2 separate regions of the Capsicum annuum genome follow, and region 2 is linked to region 1. The links are chromatin contacts, called in public Hi-C maps. All regions are on one chromosome and are shown on one strand. Each heading gives the region's core, a stretch centred on a gene start, on an enhancer-like site or on the middle of the called end of the contact. The rest is flanking DNA. Distances are from core to core; before and after follow the strand shown.

What was found. Hi-C and Micro-C count contacts between places; a contact is called where the count stands out from the background.
Region 2: a contact with region 1 is called in a Hi-C map of pericarp, with 2.6 times the contacts expected there. The contact joins the enhancer-like site here to the promoter of LOC107858786 in region 1. A contact is called at or near these places in 2 of 5 Hi-C or Micro-C datasets (pericarp and placenta).

What each region holds. Positions count from the first base shown.
Region 1 is chr2:98,072,657-98,075,279 of UCD10Xv1.1, forward strand. LOC107858786 (plant cysteine oxidase 2) reads right to left here and starts at 1,318. Exons shown (of 5, transcript NM_001324755.1): 1 at 1,126-1,318; 2 at 1-76. The coding sequence starts at 1,318.
Region 2 is chr2:98,107,501-98,110,123 of UCD10Xv1.1, forward strand. No RefSeq gene overlaps it. Among protein-coding and RNA genes, the nearest start is that of LOC124895938, 32 kb to the left of the region's middle. Within about 2 kb of position 1,336, at least 1 of the 5 cell types and tissues checked has an H3K27ac peak or open chromatin away from gene starts, as enhancers often do. A contact at or near this core is called in pericarp, where this site is marked.

The DNA.
Region 1 (2,623 bases), core at 68-2,567:
GGTCTATCTGATGATACCGTTGACTTGAAATATGGCATATTTCGTCTCAAACCAACATCAGCTAAAGTCATCTTATCTGTACAAAGGAAATGGAGAAACTCGAGTGTCATATATATAAAGAAGAAAAGAAAAAAAAAAAAGCAAACAAAGGAAAAGGTAAACAAATTTATCCATACCATGATGAAGTGATTAGTTTAATGAAGTTGAAAAATGGATGCTAACAAATCACCATTAAGCAAAAAATGTATGTTTAAACCATGACGAAATGATTTAACAAAGTAAAAATGTATACTCAAACACATGTCATTTATACGTTGAATTGGTGTAAACACCGTTAAGTTTTAGGAAAGTATTGATAAAAAAAAAGATTGAAAGAAATAAAGGGAACGGTGTAGCTGTTAGTACTTCCTAATTCCAAAAAAAAGTTAGCTCCTTTTTTAACCAACAAGACAATAATTTCATGGACTAAAGTGCAGATAAATTCAACACGTAATCCAGAAAAATAGTAATACTAAACAAATTAGCTTTAAAAAAGGAGCAATTAAAATGAAGCAGCATTATCCAAACACCTTTAAGAAAGACTTCCTATAGTAACGCATTTCCACAATAGGGAGGGAAAATATATGTCAAAATCATGCACTAAACATAGCATCCGCAACAAAAATAGTAGTTTAAAAAACAAAAGTCAAAAGATAGACGGAAATGAGAAAAGAAACTAATGCCATGACTTAGCAAACAAATTTATAAATCCTTCTCATACAGATTTTGATATGCTTTACTAAAGCGAAAAGCTTATCAAATACAATCTATCTACCCTCACAAGACTAACTTATACACAATGACACTTACGCAAGGTATGTTGCCGTTATTTTTGCAAACGAATTTATAATGACAATGGCAGAGCAATCTTATGAATGCCAGATCATGCCTCGTTTGCTAAAGTTGTGCCTCAAAACACGCACTTTGTTGCAACGCTAACAGCATTGTTGCCCCAACATTATACACACATGCTCCCAATAAAGTAGAAATTATACAAGTTATGACAAAAAAGAGAAGAAAAAATGACAGCATGCAACAGCTGCAGAATTAGATCGTATAGAAAAAGAAACCAGAATAATAGCATACCTAAAACTGCCTTGACACGTTCAACATTTTCCATTGACGGCACAACGCCAGGTCTGCAATTAGCAAAAACCAGTTTGCAAGTTTTATACAGTTTCTGAACCCTTGAAACTACTACTTTTCTCCGTTTGCGCTTATTCTTCATCTCTCCATTTTCACTACCTTTTCGATCATTTCCATTTTTCTCAGCCCCCATTTAATCCAAATATTGATTAATTCAAGAAAATACGAAAAAAGAGCAACAAAATTTTACTGTTGTACTAATATATTGTACATGTAGGAGCTGTTGAGTGGTTAAAAATTAAGAAAAACAAAGGAATGAAAATTTATAAATCCATGGGAGGAGGGGTGTATATAAATAGAGAATAGTGGATAGCGATGGGTTTGAGAGCTCCTTAAGTACATTAAATATATATAGTATTTGTAGAAAAATGAGAAACCAGGGGCCCATTGGAAATGGGTTTGAGAGCTCCTTAAGTACATTAAATATATATAGTATTTGTAGAAAAATGAGAAACCAGGGGCCATTTTCCAATGGGCTATTGTAACAGCGGATTTTTGTTTTTTGTTTATCCCTTTCTCCTTCCCCCAGAAAAACACTCCTCCCTCCACTTCTCAAATTGTTTTCCACGCCTTTTTATTTTGGTCATCCCATAAAAAAATTTGTTCTCATTTATTTTCTTCTTCTTATTCTTCACTCCCTTCATTTTATTTTACTTTAGTTGTATTGATTTACTCCCTCTCCTTAAGGAAAGAATAACTTATTTCAATTTAATACAGAATTTAAAAAAAAATAAAAAATTGTGATCATACATTAAAATTATATTAAAAATAACAAAATATTATTTAATTTATAATTTTAAATATATCATTTGAAAGTTGAAATTAAAATTATAAAAAAAATAGATCATTCTTTTTTAAATTGAGTAGCATTTTCTTACAAAAATATTTACTAGAAAATTATTTTTCTAATTAATTTTACTACTTACTCCCTCCGTTTCGTTTTAGTTGGCCCCCATGGATTTGGCACACCCATTAAGAAAAATATTTATTAGGATTCTATTTTACCAAATTAACCTTATAATTATACTTTGAAAATATAAATTTGAGTTATACAATTTGTGTAGTCATTTAATGATACGGATATTATAGGAAGAACATATTAAAATCTTCTTGATTTCATCAAAGGAACAACTAGATTGAAACAAATATTTTTAGAAAGAGAGTCAACTAAAATGAAACAGAGGGAGTATATTTTAAAATAGTAAATTTAATTGCTTAAATTTTATGTAGTGATTTCATAAATTAAATAAATTAATTAAAATATATATATTTAGAAATAAGATTAAAAAAATAAAATGAATAGGGTACTTTTGTAGTTTTGTTACCTAAAGTAAAAAAAATAGTGATTGAATTTTAAAAGTCAAAATTTATAGGGAAAATTTTAAAAATAGCAACTATAGAGCCTTAATTATAACTTTTATAGCAACAGTTTCAAAAT
Region 2 (2,623 bases), core at 86-2,585, 35 kb after region 1:
TGATATAATAAAATTTAAGTATAAATCAAAACGAACATTTTATTTGAAATGACAATATAATACAATAGGTAACAATAATATCCAAACAAGCTGTAACATAGTCTAATTAAGTTTTGTAACTCGGTAAATAATCACGTGCAATGTGCTACTATTCCATGCCAAAGTTAAAGCAAAATCTGAACAGAATATCGTAATCCATATTGGTGACACTATTAATTAGTCCCAATAATTTAAGTCTAATGACTTGAAATGGTACTAATTTCCACGACTTTCTCTAATTATGATTCATGAGTTGAGTTGATTACAATTAGGTAAACAAGAAGAAGCAGCAATAATTATGAAATCTGCAATTTTGCCTGATGATGCTTCGAATTAACATTTTAAAGTTTAAACTAGAAAGTAAAAGAAAAAATCTTGGTTACCACTATAGTTAATAATTATTACCTAGGGATGTGGTGAAATGCTTGAACTTATTTATCCGTGGTGAAATGATTGAAACTATTTATCCTTTACTCAGAGTTGGTTACAAGTTCCAACTATAGAAATACTAAATTATTTATCCTTAAAAATTTAATTGTCATATTTTTCTTTTTTAAGAATCAAATGATATCAATTTTGATCAACATCTTAAAATATAATTTTTCATCATATTGACATGCGAAAAATTATAATTTTAGTACTTCTTGTAAATTTTTTGTATTCTTTTAATATATCAAGTTAATTTGATCTACTTAAGCTTTAAAAATTAGTTAAATTAACTCGTGAAAAATAAAACACGGCAACAAAAAGGAACGAATGGAATACTAGAGTATATGTCTGAACCAAAATATTCTCCATGACGCACAATTCGTGATGTGAGGTGAATTTGGAGGCCAAAATGTAATTAACGCATGCTTGACTTTGCATAAGAAGGATACGTAATATTTGAAAAGACAGAATACGAAAAAATACACACACATATAGATAGATAGATGGATTAAAGTAAATTGGTAGGCATACAGCTCTAGTATCATCACCTACGTCTATACAGATGGATTAAAACTAATTAACTTTTATTGTTTTCCCTAAATAATATAATTAGACTAATTAACTTATTTAATTGAGGATGCAGTGTATAATGCAAGGTAAGAATCTCTCAACTATTTACGTATGCAGTAGTTAGTACTCCCTTCATAACTACTATAAAGACTAGATTTACAAGATTTTTCACGTAATTCTAAAAATATGTATTGCATTTTATAATTACAAAAATTAAAAATCAATATGTAAAGTGATGGTCAAAATTAGACACGTCGATCCAGATGTTCAACATGTTGTATAATTCTTTTTCTGAATCGGGAGAATACGTCACTCCTTGTCCAACTCTTGTTTTAACTATTCTTTGGCTGAATTGACAAAAAGTTGGGAGTAATCAAACTACTTCCATTTCAAAATACTTCTCATAATTTACGATTATAAATTTTGATTAATATTTTAAGATACATTTTATTTATCATATAGATATATGAAAATTTGTAATTTATAATATTTTTTATATAATTTTGAATATTTAAAATTTTAATTTTAAAATATCAAATTATTCTAACTTAATTTAATTTTAAAAGTTAGTTAAATTGACTCTCAAAAAACAATACGTGGCAACTATACGAACAAAGTATGACCAACGAAGAAGAAACTAAAGAAGATGAGTAATATTGTTGACATCGTTCCATAGTGTTGGAAAAACATGCAATAGATAGCGTGCATTTACATGCACGGATCAACAATTGCAAATATATTAATCATTAATTGCAACAATTTTCTTCTGTTAAATCACCTATGACGTATGTAATACATATATAATTAGTGAAATCATCTTTTAAATACTCTCTTAGTTAGCTTTTATTTATTACTTATTTTCTAATTATATTTTTATTTTTATTTGTCATTATTTTTGATATATCTAGAAAATATAATTTTTTTCCTATTATACCATAAGTATTAATTGTTTATTCTTCTGACTAATTTCAAGACACAATAGTAAAAATAAATTAATAGGAATATTATAGTAAAATAATCATATTAATAATTATTTTCTTAATGAGTGTGTCAAATCAAAATTTGACAAGTACAAGTAAATGAAGACACCATTGATCGATATAGGAAATAAGATTGATAAAATTAGTTCATAAAAATATATATAATAGGAGTGTGTTAATAACTCATACATTTATAATACAAAACATCCTAACCTATTCAAATCTGGTTTAACTAAATACGCCCTCTGTCTCATTTTATTTGTCATCATTTCTTTTTTAGTCCGTCCCAAAAAGAATATCATGTTTCCTTATTTGATAAATATTTAAAAACATAATTACATTTTTACCCTTATTAGGTCCACTTAATTAAAAAAAGATAGTAGCACATTTTTTGATAAAGGACAATTTGGTAAATATTATCAAGTCTTTTCTTATTTTTTAAACTCCGTGCCCGGTTAAATGACGACACATAAAATGAGACGGAGGGAGTAGCTGGTTTGGGTAAACTCTTGTACAACAATAACATACCTAAGTGCATTCCTATAAAGTAGGATTTGAGGAGAGTAAAGTGTACGTAGTCTATATCATTATCTCAAATAAAGTAG